2 separate regions of the Sander lucioperca genome follow, and region 1 is linked to region 2. A link is a contact called in public Hi-C data. All regions are on one chromosome and are shown on one strand. The core of a region is the stretch at or near the end of the contact, and the rest is flanking DNA. Distances in the headings are between cores, read along the strand shown.

The links. Hi-C and Micro-C count contacts between places; a contact is called where the count stands out from the background.
Region 1: a Hi-C map of muscle shows a contact between it and region 2, with 6 times the contacts expected there. The contact joins the promoter of xxylt1 here to the promoter of tmem44 in region 2. A contact is called at or near these places in 2 of 2 Hi-C or Micro-C datasets (liver and muscle).

Annotation. Positions count from the first base shown.
Region 1 is chr11:3,987,458-3,994,128 of SLUC_FBN_1.2, forward strand. xxylt1 (xyloside xylosyltransferase 1) reads right to left here and starts at 1,370. Exons shown (of 5, transcript XM_031307318.2): 1 at 818-1,370; 2 at 1-411. The coding sequence starts at 307. It overlaps LOC116055271 (serine/arginine-rich splicing factor 11), which reads left to right and starts at 3,272. Exons shown (of 12, transcript XM_036007138.1): 1 at 3,272-3,632; 2 at 4,869-5,002. The coding sequence starts at 3,511.
Region 2 is chr11:3,793,997-3,800,869 of SLUC_FBN_1.2, forward strand. tmem44 (transmembrane protein 44) reads right to left here and starts at 1,955. Exons shown (of 11, transcript XM_031307491.2): 1 at 1,790-1,955; 2 at 1,555-1,788; 3 at 1,351-1,477; 4 at 1,188-1,278; 5 at 721-875. The coding sequence starts at 1,842. It overlaps lsg1 (large subunit GTPase 1 homolog), which reads right to left. Exons shown (of 15, transcript XM_031307276.2): 5 at 6,713-6,799; 6 at 6,438-6,524; 7 at 6,271-6,331; 8 at 5,750-5,926; 9 at 5,154-5,519; 10 at 4,953-5,054; 11 at 4,705-4,848; 12 at 4,310-4,433; 13 at 4,062-4,141; 14 at 3,626-3,805; 15 at 2,973-3,517. The coding sequence ends at 3,338.

The DNA.
Region 1 (6,671 bases), core at 120-2,619, 190 kb after region 2:
CCCCTTTCCTAGATCTTAATCCCTTGCTCTCTCCTCCTTCATCTCGCTCTTCCTCTCCTTGCTCCTCAGATCCAACTGGGTGTGAGAGCCTGGTGTCCACAGTTAGGTCAGCATCGTTTCTGTTGGCGTTGTGGCTGGCCTGGGTGTGCTTGATCCTCTTTGTGGTGCTGGAGAAGTTCTGCCTCTCTGAGCCAAAGTAGTAAAAAGCTACAACAGCAAGTGCAGCGGCCAGGAGAAGCACAAACTGATAGGACCTGAAAGTACTGATCCTACCCATGATTCTGGCTACCAGTCTTAGGATGCCCATACCTCCCTCTTGAGGTCATGAGAATGGGGGTGCACAAGGGAATACATTCAGCATTTTGTGTCCCTCCGGTTCATTATTATTTTTGGTAAGTTGCTGACATTTTCCTGTAAGAGAAAGAAAACACTCATTTTAGTCCTGATGCACAGAGATGGCAGTAATAAAGGGTTTGACTTTTGTGCACTAACTTCCGGCATGTTACCTTCACATTTAGTCAAGACCCACTTAGAAATACTTACAGGTGTTTATAAGGTCAATGGATTTTTAGCAAAGTAAGATTTAGTGTTTAAAACATTCTTGTACTTTTTGTTAAACTGAAATGGAAACTCTTTTAATGCTCCATAACAAATGGTTTTGGTTTGACATCCACAGCTGGATCACAATCCAAAAGTTACTATCCTGTAACGTTACTATCCAATTCAGTATAAACCAACACATCTCACGTAATCTATCTCAAGTAATTTATCTTTTCTTACATGCATTCCTACTATTGTACTATTCCAATAACGTTACCTTTTTTGAAGCGTTTTTGAAGGTCTCCTCGACTAGGTAAAAGGGGTAAATGGGGTGCCTTTACAGAAAAATGACAGAAGTGTCTCATGTCGTTGATCTCTGCAGTTCCATTTTGACAGCTTGTTCGACCTGTTACAGGATCCTCACGTTTATGAAGCAATGTTACATTTGCTAACGTTACACTGAAATATTACGACACCGTTAACGTTCACGGAATGCCAGATAATCCAAATACCTGCAGCAAACTGTTGACATGCCAAGTGGTAGCGAGAATGCTAGCTAGTTATTAGCAAGCGACGTCTTTGCGCCTGATACAGTTGCCCTCCGACGCTGTTTGTTTAACCCAAGCATAAAGCCAAGCACTGTTTGATTGTTTAAAATTGCTGATGTATCGTTGCATACATTGGTCGTTCTTAAAGTATTACGGAGTTTGCATGGCTTTGTGATTTCGATAAGTAAAACGACTATTTGGAGAAATCACTAACGTTAGCTAGCAGCCTAGCAACAAAATGCTATGACACAACTTTAACCACACCCACTTTGGCTTCAGCTTTTTCCGAGCCGTGCTGCCATTACGTACAGTTGGAAAACTGAGACTCACTGTAAATGAATTTGATTTTAATGTAGATGTCTTTATTTCTCCATTGTATTGACCACATTTTCCGTGATTGTTCATTTAAGATTCTACAGTATAAATCACGCTTTTAAATATATATATATAGTATTTAAAATTATCAAAAACCTAATTTAGTTTTTTTTTTAATAGCTCAACCAAAGTAGCCTACTAGTGGAGTTGCAAAGATGCGATAGTTTCTACACCAGCAACGATACTATATAATGTTTACATTATAGCTATAAACATAATAACATAAACCAGGTGTCTTCAACGTTTTTTAGGCTAAGGACCCCTTAGCTGAAAGAGAGACGAAGCAGGAAGCCCCTACTGCATAAATTGTATGAAAATTGAGTTGCATATTAAACTGGGCCGGATGGATGAAAATGGATGGATTGATATTTATATATTATTTATACATCATGTTTTATGTTTTAATGTGGAAGGCGCAGTGAATCCTTAAGCTTAACTGTATCTGTGGGTGGCTACCATAGTGGCTCCCTTACCTATAGTAAATGTGTAAATTAAATGGGGAATAGGCCGATTTATCTTTACTAATAATATGTTGGATTCATGTTAATGTATATTTTAGACATATTTTAGTTTTTTAAGAAAAAAACAATTTGGTGGTCCTCTGCAGTAACTCTGAAGACCCCCTGTTGAAGATATCTGATATAAACAATGAACCATATTCATGTACTGCACATGATGCACATTTTCTCCTCGTTGTGCTGTTTCTGGAGCTTTATAAATATACAGTACATATAGATATTTACTCAAGTAACCTACTGTACTTGAGTTCAGTCTTGGAGAACTTTACATGAGTTTTTCCATTTGATGCTCCTCTATACTCCAGTGCATTTCAGCGGAAACTATATTGTAACTAATTTTGACGATATATTGGTATCAGCGTATATGTCTGCCAGAAAGTAACAAAAAATTGCAGTAGGCCTACAGAAATGTCAAACTAAATTTGAGGTAATTACAGTATCTCATATATTTGACAGTAAATATCCATCTTAGTATGTAAATCTAAGGGTTTTTTATCACAATGTTGTTTTTTTACGTTATGTTTATCAACAACTGTTTAAAAATGCATATAGCCTATAATATATATATATATATATACTACTGGTCAAAAGTTTGGGGTCACTTAGAAATTTCCATTCCACTCCATTACAGACAGAATACCAGCTGAGATCAGTTGCATTGTTTTTTTAATCAGGGCAGCAGTTTTCTTATTACATTATGTGCTTAGATAATTGCAAAAGGGTTCTCGACTGTTGTAGAAAGAAGTAGCTGATCTTTAATGCAATATCTACATTGCCCATTATCAGCAACCATTCATCTAATGTTCCAAAGGCACATTCTGTTTACTAATCTGATATCATTTTAAAAGGCTAACTGAGAAAACATTGGAGAACCCTTTTGCAATTATCTAAGCACATAATGTAATCTGAAAACTGCTGCCCTGGTTAAAAAAACAATGCAACTGATCTCAGCTGGTATTCTGTCTATAATGGAGTGGAATGGAAATTTCTAAGTGACCCCAAACTTTTGACCGGTAGTGTATATGTATACTTTTTATACGTCTATGGTGTGTATGTATAATATTATATGTTTTAAACTCACAAATATTGATATCAGTATCGGCCTCAAAAATCCAGTATCAGCCAAGCTATAGACAAACAATTACCTTATAAGATATGATGCAATGCAATACAATGCAAGTATTTTTAAAAGGTAGTATTACTATTTTTACCACTGGTAAATATCAACCAAAAGCATTATTTTCCCGTGTTTGCTAGGGAAAACTCATGAATACGAGTTTACAAACTGCACGTGAAAGCAGCATCCGTGCCTCGCGACATTTTCGGCAGCGGCATTGTTGCTCTTTGCTGCTCGCGGCCGTTGCGGATTTGCCCGCAGCAAATGTACCATCTTCTATCTACAGGAGCAATGCTAGCTTTTGTAATCGCCTGATGTTGTTTTTTTCGTAAACGTTACCCAGCTCGTTTCGTTTTAAATTCAGGCACGTTGCTAGCACAAAGCTAGCTAGCTTGATTAGCATTCGCGAAAAATGAATTCCAACACGCACGTCATTCAGGTGACAAATGTCTCCCCGAGCACAACGTCCGAACAAATGAGGACTCTGTTTGGATTCCTCGGGAACATAGAGGAGCTCAAACTGTTTCCACCTGAGTGAGTATTATGAACTATTAATTGGTAAAACGATGTCTTTGCCGAGCTTACGTGGCTCACGCTGGGCTTCTCTTGAGGCCTGTAGTGTCGAGTAACGTTAGGCCTCTCTGCACGGCATGCTAATGCTAACGTTTGCCCGCGCCTTTAGTTCAGCAGCAGCACTCGCCTTAACGATTCCGTATGAGGGACACATGTACTGATAATTTCTCATGTTATGTCATTATGTGAGGGTTTAAGCAAGGATTGAAATGTCCTTTCTTTTACAGACTCAAATGTAGCTAGTTAACAGTTATGGAGCTTTCACACCGCTGCGCGCTAACCCGCCGCCTCTAGTCATTTCTATGAGGAGAAGGCGGCAGAGGCGAAGCGGTTTTGATCACGGCGATAGGGGTATGCGGTTGCCGCCCATGGGAACGCGCAAGTATTCTGCTCTGCTGCCCAGAGTTCACAGTGCTGTACCTCTGCCGGGCGGCAAGAACCGCTTTTAAAAACGCTTTTGCAGGCATTGCCTAGCATTAACCAATTTAAGCTTCTGTCTTTTTCTGCTTTACATCACTGTAAATTTAATTTGTATTTTCTCTTTTTCTGACAGACTAAACAATTAAGTAATGGGAAAATTAGTTTGTCAGATTAATCAACAGTGTAAATGAACATTAGTTGCAGCCCTAGATGTAACAGCTGCAGCATTTTCTTAATGTAGGAATTGCTGATTTAAACAATGTGGAAAAACAAATTAACTTAGCGTTAATGTTGTCATGTCAGTGACGTCCTGTTGGCAATCCCTTGGGTTCCCCACATCTCCCTTGGGATGCTAATGAGCTACTGCAATACGTACTCTACAGTATTTTAACATTGACTATAGTAGGAAATAATTGTTCTCTGCTTTGTATTTTCCTGTATCCAATTACACCTGGCTTCTCAGCAGGTAGGACATGTCGAGGACCATAACAACATCAAAGGTTCAAAGCGTCAGTGATCGACAGTGTTCTTTGATTCTCAACAGATTGTCGATGAGAGTTGTGATAACACTACAACACACTATAAAACGTCTCTAAGATACCTTGTTGGTCTAAGCAAAGGATGGTAGAGGTCAGAGAGTGGATGAGATTGTACAGCCCATAATCCATTATTAAGTTAGTTGTCCCTGGGGACACAACACTCATTGTCAGTTTGAAGAAGGCATGTTGGGTCTCCTTGTTTGTATTCTTTGCACAACATATCTGTATTTTCTTCCAGTGACTCTCCCTTGCCTGTGACTTCACGTGTCTGTTTTGTAAAGTTCCTTGAGTCTGAGTCGGTGGGAGTTTCCCAACACCTGACGAACACCGTCTTCGTGGACCGAGCCTTGATCGTGGTCCCTTTTGCCGAAGGTGGGTGTCTGTTTTATTCTTGTCTTACTTACATGGATATCTGTGAACATACATCAAAATTTGTAGGTTGTTTTGATAGAATAGCAAACACTATCTGAGCCATTATGAGTTTTTGTGACCAAGCAAAATTTGCTAAGCTTTACAGTGCTTGGCATTTTTAGGTATGTAAAAGGGAAATGTACATTTGTGTCCATGTCTGACAATCTAGCTGTAAACTTCTCTCTCTGTTATTTGTGTTGTGGTTTTCATAGTGGACAAGTCATTTGCAGAGAGCCCCTTCCTTGCTGGCTGAAAGTGGTCCTCTGCTGCCATCAGGAGATTAGAAAAAAATAATGGCACCAGGCTCGCAAGCCCCCTTCTGTCTCTTGTTCTGCAGTAAAATATTAACTCTTTATTTTTTTCTCTCTGTTCAAGGCATCTTTTCTTGAGAAAAAAAAAAAAGCCACAAAACTCTTAAGTAAAATAAGGGAGTGGTAGGAGAGGGTGCAGGGCAATCTCAATTCAAAGTTCAAAGAGTTTAAATATTTTTTAAATAAAATGTACGTCGATTAGTAGGCATGCACCAGACTAGGGATGCCCCGAGCAGATCTGCTGGATCGGTATCGAGGCAGATCAAGACATTTTTTTTAGTTAATTGGTATTGACTTTAAAGCCATTTCTGATCCTGTTTATATTTGAACCTTTTGCACTCTGGGTATGCCAGTTGTCAAAATTTCCCATTGTGCTTGAACCAATAAACATCAACAATGAGTTCACTTCATGTTATCCACACTGATGGCATGCATCAGCGTGCTGATGTTATACACCGCTTAAAAAAACAGATCCACGCCGACACTCCTTTGTCCATTGATAATATATGCAACGCCGTAGGAAACATTAAAGACCCTGCACATACACACTGGTGTTTCCAGTTACTGGCTGATAAGGCATATTTTCAGGTTTAAGTTGGGCGGGGCTAAGGTGGGAGTTTGCTTAGGTCACCAAACTCCAGGTGTAAGTTGCCCTGCCCTAACAGGTGCAACAAAGCCTAGCAATAGAGTGAGGGAGATGTCAATCAAGCACGGTCTTACAGGTCCACACAGTTCTGAGGAGAGATCAAATCAGCCAAATAAGCGAAGACTTTACCTGTGTTGTGGTGTTAGGGTGTGGCTTTGTTTTCTTAATGTTAAACAAACCTATCCCAACTGAATTACTTTATTAAATGTAATCTTGGCCTGATAGGCTGAGAATAGGCTGCATTACAAAAGGAAAATATAAATAGTGTATTGGGACTTGGTATTGGCAGAATGTTAATATTAAATGGCGCAGATCGGGGGCAAAATGTTCGGGGCATCCCTACACCAGCACAAAGTATGCAGAATAGATAAAACAGCTGTGCATGCTAGAATAGATTTTGCAGATGTTGTGGAAGTTGATTAGTATATAATTTGGTTATTAATCATGATAAGCACACAAATTGCCTTTGGCATTTACTTGCTTCATGTGCCAAAGCCTTGTATTATTTTACACTGTGCATCTGTATTTCAAAATTTTCACTAACACACAAGATAAAAGTAGTTTTAAGCCTCTGCTTGATGTTGCAGTAAAATGCTTTTTATTGACCCTCTCCACACATGACTCTGAAAGAGTTGAGTGAATCTCACGTTTAACAGTGGTGTTTCTTTTGTTG
Region 2 (6,873 bases), core at 705-3,204:
ATCTGATGTGATAGGATGTTGAATTCCTACTGACCCGATTGTTTTGTTACTTAATGATGACTCTAAATTACACCTGCTTGGGAGACAGAAGAAAATTTGGCTAGCCGGCTCAACCACAACCAAGAAAATTATAGCTCAACGCTGGCTCCCCCCCCCCCCCCACTCGCTTTGTATAAAACAGTGGTTGGCGTATTTTCTAGACATAGTTGTACTTGAGCTCTCTACAGCAAGGATTAACAAAGCCAAATCATTGACTATCAACCTATGGAAAAACGCAGCAGCACAAATATCAGACCTAATGACCTCAGCACCACAAGAATTAGAAGAGAGTGACTAGGCAAAGTGTGATTTCTGTTTTTGTTTTTGCTTATTTGTTTGTTTTTGTTTTCCTCGAGACCGCAGAGGGTGGGGGGGTGGGAGATGGGTTTTTTTCTTGTTCAATTGTGTTTGTTCTGTAGGTTCAAAAATATAAAAATAATAAAAAATGTATCTAAAAAAAAAGAAGAAAAAAAAAGAAATTGAAGATGTTGTGAATTATATGAACTACTGAGTATTTAAAACTACGGAACGACAGATAAGTGTGAGTAAAGTGTAAATGCACAAATACCTTCCACCCGTCACTCACAACACATTAAATGGAAATGCATTTGTCCATGGAACTGCAATGTGCCGTACAATTAAAGGACTACAACTGGCCACGGTGGTGGTGTGTGTGCTTACTTGCAGGGTGGCATGCAGCAGTCTCCTCACGCTAAGAGGTCTGTCTGCTGGCTGGGTCACCATGGACTTCAGAAAACCTCCTGCAACCACCATCAATACACACACAGCAAGTAGGTGCTGCCTCCTCCGCCCCCTCTTCATCCTCAGCCTCCTTTCTGAGGGAGAACACACACACACACACACACACACACACACACACACACACACACACACACACACACACACACACACACGTTTGCAGTTGGGCACAGTTATAACACATCCTCTATTCATTTGTTTGGTTATCTGTAGAGCGTCTCTGATAAGTCTCCTTGCTGTTTTGCCTAAAGGGTTTAGCCAGTTAGGTGCTAATACTAAAACACTTGTGCTACCTACCTCCATTTTGTTTGAACAGTGTACAGTTGATCGAGTTCTGGGAATGATAAGGTTTGCATTACTATTGAGAATTGGCATTACTCTAAACGTACCTGCCTTTGAGTTCCAGCACAGGAGCACAGGGAAACCGCATGTCATAAAACTGACAGCATCCATAGCAGCAGCAAAAGCACCCATCAAAATCTACAGAGAGGAAGCAGAAATTAGTTATTACTGCATGCAAAAGATACGTGCCACGATATAAAAGTATGCTACCTGAATATGCAGCTGTCTGGAAAGAATGGCTCCAATTGTGCTGCACATGTTACCGATGAGGCTGTAGAGGAAAGTGATGGTTTCTCCTGGATTCCCTCCCCGAAATGTGCACCTCTGATACACGAGCCTAAAGAGTTGACACGGCTTTAATGTAAGATCATTTTCAATAAATTACTGGAACAAGTACAATGAAAAACTACTTACAGAAAGCATGACAGCAGTAAAAGCAGCGCAGACAGGAAGCTGAGACCGACGGGGACGCAAAGTTTGTCTGCGCCATGAGAGAAACAGGTAGTGACTGAATCGACGCAAAATTCAACCAAACTGTAGAGAAAAGTGTTGAGATTTCCTCTCGTCTGACCCTCTAGGGTCAATGAACGTCCCCCCATATTAATTGCGAATATGTTGTTTGCATTTCGTGGTACTAGAAGAAAAAAAACGAATCCGTGCAACACCTGTGCTGCAATGCATCCGCCAGAAGCACAAGAGCATAATGGAAGCGCCTGCTTATTTTAGGGAGGAGCTCACCTGTGCTGTGATACACTACGGAATACTGGATGCTGTGGGAAATTAGATGTAGGCTAGAAGTCTCACGTTTGAAAGCTAATTTGAAATGAATGCATCCCTTCTAAAAAGAAAGAAAAAGAAGAAAAAAAAAGTCAAACCTGTATCAAAGTCGAGCATTGGCAGACAGTAATCAGGATCACGGTCCTGCTCAGCCCGAGGAGCAGAATCCTATGTCAGGTGCTGCATCCTCCCGAGGTTCAGGCTCACACAGGCGGTCCTGATGATGGAGGGAAGTTCTGCTCAACTTTCTTACACCCATGGCGCGGGGGAGAAACCTTTTATTCCCAGAGAGTTGGTGGCTAGAACGCTTTGATAAGACACAGTCCTGGGAGTTGGCTCTAAAGAAATTTCCTCATTCATTGTTTAGAAGGGTCATGGCCTCTCTTGTTGGCTTTGAAGGCCTCTTGGCTGTAAGCACTGGGCAATCAATGAACACAATTCCTTGATTGGCTCGACAACCTTGAGATCTGATAAAAAAAACAATTCAATATGCTAGTCTGGGTATTAGATCCCCCCATAACACAAAGCTCGAGATCAAATCTAGATGTTTTAGGGCTGCCCCAACTCTTATTTTTAAACAATCGTCTGCAAAGTTTTCGTGAATTCGGCTTTGTTATAAACACTATGGGTGAGCCTTTTCACATCAGTCATTTCATTAAATGATATTCAATTATTGATTAATGTATTTTTTATACTTCTTAACTGCAGCAAATAGTTTTTAAATAGATGAACCTTTACAGGAATGCATATCGTAGATGAATAATTATTTAAATTTGCGATTTGAATTTTAAAACTATTACTACTACTACTACTACTTTAAAACAATTTTTAAACGTTTGCTAATACACTGATTATTTTTCTTTCAGTTTGCACTATAGCATTAACCAATGATAACCTTGTGGAAATGGAGTAAAGGAGGGATGCACTAACATGAAAACGTTCAATTTATTTTATAATCTTAGTAACATTAATCACAACTGTATATGGATAAAAGCAGTATCAAACATACAGTAATGTATATGGTTAATGTAGACTTTGCAATGTGTCTTTTGAAACACCTTCAAAATACAAATTGAAAATGTCCTGTTCAATGTGTAATAAAATTCACATCCTCTGAATGTTGAGTCCATTTCTGAACACTGTGGGGAGATCGGATGTACAACTGGTGATCCAGTTTATAGAATGCATTGCACCAATATGATTTTCTACCCAGAGCTGTACATGATCATCATTTGTTAATATAATAATAGAGACAGTCTGATCTTTCCATACTCACAGGATTAAAGGGCCTATATCTACCTACAGATACTAATCAGCATAAATTCCTTTGGAATCACATGTGAACTGCAGTGCACTTTTCCATTCCTGCTGAAATGTATCTGTAATTAAAAATGCTTTTTTTTTTTTTTTTAGATCATCGTCAGGCGTCCAGATGCTTGGTAAGACGGCGTACTTTCTCCTTCTTGTTGTGGTTGCCGTGTTTTTTCCAGGGTTTTCCCACCACCGCCTCTGATCCAGGTTTTCCGGGGCCGACAGGTCCGCTGCCTGGCTTGTAGCCCATGACCGACTGAACCCCCTTAGAGAGCGCCCGCACATTCTCCTGAAAACAGAGATCCCATCAATACTCAAGCAGTTCAATTTTTTATTTCATGATAACTGCTAATAAGGCATTTTTCTTACTAACAAGAGGACAGTAGATCTGCCATACCTGATGGAAGAAGTTCTTGTCAACCACATTTTCAATTCTCCGGATTTTCTGTTTGTTTGTTGTTGTGGAGGAGGAGGAGAGGTCACAGCCGTCCGAGTCTCTATTCAGGAACTTGTTGTGCTGCGGCTGGAAGTCCTCAGCATTAATATATGAAGGAGCATGGCAGTACAGAAGCTTTCCCTGTAAGGAGTCAACATTGTTAGGAAGAGTTTGTTGGGGAGAGGATGTTTTTTTTTCAGTATGCACATATTTTCATATCTTTAGTCAATGATACAGGTTTTACAGGAGACTGTCTACACATTTGGTACTCAATGGATGTTTCCCTTATGCCCTGTTCAACCTTACATACTATACAAAAGAAGGCAAAACCAACAACAAAAATACTAGCGACTAGTTTATACTAGTTTTTCAGTTCTGACTCGGATCTGGCACTTACGCAGACATAATCCTTCAGGATGTACCGGGCTGATCTGGACTGATCAGGCTGGCCATGCGTCGTCATGAAGCCTCTCATGTCTGAAATAGAGGGAAACGCAATAATAAACTCTTGCGGCTCTTACCTAAAAGCAGAGTTTACACAATGCTTTCAAAAACAGAGCAGATAAAAAGAACACATTCAAGAGAAACTAAGAAAACGAGCCAACACGAAATGGACAAATTACAATAAATATCCGGTATTCTCACATCCATAAGCCATCAGCAGCTCCTCAGACGTGGGGGGCCTGTCGGGGTCTTCATCTTCTCGTGGTCGGATGATGTTGATGCCGTAGGTGCCTTCTAACACATGCCTAGGGATCAGCTGACATATGTGACAAATATGTTAAGGACCAGGTCCAAGAAATTCTTAAAGAGGGGGGGGGGGCTGTGAGCTTCATGATGTTCAAATTCAAGATTCTAGGTAAACCATTTTAAACATCAAGACAACAATGTAAAATTAAGTTTGGTTATTTGAAGTCATTGCAGTGAATAAATCAACAACTGATGCTGGGGTTCAGCGACAGAAGGGTGCAGTCGTGATTGGATGATTCCGTTTCAGGCTGTTGTGTCACTGACTGAAAAAGCTGCTGCAGAAAGGATATATGGGAGACTGCAGGTACGTGATCTCTCATCTGGTCAATGGGCAGGATCCCAGAGCAGATCATCTCAGCTTTGGTAGAAACAAAGGAGGGCATGACCAGCCCTGGGCAGTCACAGAGGCACAGGCCTGGCTCCACATACAGAGTCTGTGACACATCAAGAAAAGACAACAAAATCAAATCACACCGTATGCTTTCGGTTAATGAATGACTTGAATTCACGTTGAGAGGTTTAAAGAGTAGTCCTGTACCTGAAAGTGCTTAGTGTGTCCAGGAGTGGCTGAAACGGACACCTTCTTGTTCCTTAAAATAGTGTTGATGGTGGAACTTTTTCCCACATTAGGATACCCAACCTGTTGAATTCATACACATAGTCAATCAGAAAACTCATAGGGTGACTTGATCACAGCATGCATTTTGCAGTCGAATGTATAGTGTTAAGTTTTCCCCACCAGTCCCACTGTCAGTTGTCCTTCCTTACACCTGGGCCCGTTATGAACAGCCTTAAACATGTCAAGCAGCTCATCCTTATGCAGCAGACGGCTGGAGTTGTAGAAGGAGGGTTTGTTGGAGGAACCAACAGCCCCTTCCTCTTCGCCATCTTCTGAGCAGGTGTACCAGTCCTCCTCCTCTACAGTTATCTTTTCCTGCTGCTCTTCGTCTGTACCACTCTCTTCTCCCTCTTCATCTTCCTTCTCCTCCGCCACCTTTTTTTCTCCCTTCTCTCCAGCTGCTCCTTTTTGGGTCAAGTCATTGTCTGGCCATCCTTCCTCTTCTGGGTCACTCTCTTCACACTCTGGATCCTCCACTTCCACGCCCTGTGAGAAGAGACGTTTTGCACTTTGATACTGGGTTTAAAGGCAGCAGCAAGTCTCTACTCACATTCACAAGCATTCCTCCAAAACAATCTGAAATTACAATCTGAAAGCATTCAGCTCCCCATGGTAAAGACATGTATTTGCTCCCAAGAAATGTAAATAAATGTATTAACACATACAATATATAATTCAGAGTTTATGTACAGCTTCTCAAACCTGCACCTTCTCACCTTTTCCTCTGCATCCAGTCGGTCTCTCTCAGCCAGCGCAGACCAGAAAACCGCCCTAAGCCCCTCTTTTTGGAAGTGTCTGGCCCAGGATCGCCGCTGCTCCCTGGTCAGCAGGTCTGCCTTATTTAACAACAGCATGTTCACCTTATGCTCTGACGCTTCCTTTACGTACAACTCCTGGCAGCACACAACAGAAATGTGTCAAACGTTCAGTTCACCTTTGTACAGTATTCCTGCAGGTGTATTCCTTTTATTTAATTTGATTATTTTACTTATTTATAAACAACTACATTAAGAACAAATCTTTGAGGACAAAATCGCAGATGAAAGATAAGAGCTTGAAGGAAATCAAAACTCTACAAGAGAACAAACAGAACCCAGCATTGAGAATGTGTATCTTAATGCAGGGATAACTGTCATTAAAAACATTGAAAGGTGTAGTCACAGTTCAGTTGCATCCACCTTCAGCAGTGCATGCAACTTCCCTTTCCCATTTAAGCAACCCTGCTAAATGCACTCACTAGGTCAGGACATCTGAACAGCAAAGGATTTCTGGCATCAACAATTTGCACGACAACGTCACTACAGGAAAACACAAAAACAGTTTGCCTTAAGTATTACGTAAGGAAAACACATTCCTTATTAAAGATGTATGAGCGGACAGCTGTATACAGTTTTCGTTTCTCACCTCCTCTCGATCACTCTCCACAGTTGTCTCCAGAACTCCAGGTTCCTCTCAAATGGGGTGAGAATTAACTTCTGTTCTTCTTCTAGCCTTTAGAGGTAACACTTGCAGTTAGACGGCTGATACTGATAATCCAACACTGATGTAACCCATATTACAAATGCTCTGAATTTTGTGCACAATTTCTCAACAGTGAACATGCAACAATAACACTACTGCTTATAAGGAAACAATCTTTGTAAGAGCAAAGGTGACTGAGTTTACAAAATATTACACACTGTGCAAGCACTCGTCTCCACTCCAAGAAGCTGTCTTTCTCTGCTTGCTGAAGCGCATCTGGACTGGTGCCTTCGTCCCAGTGGGGGCTTAAAATTGGGGGAGAGAGATATAAAAAAAACTTAAAAATGCAAAACATACAGTACAGGAATTTCCTAAAATG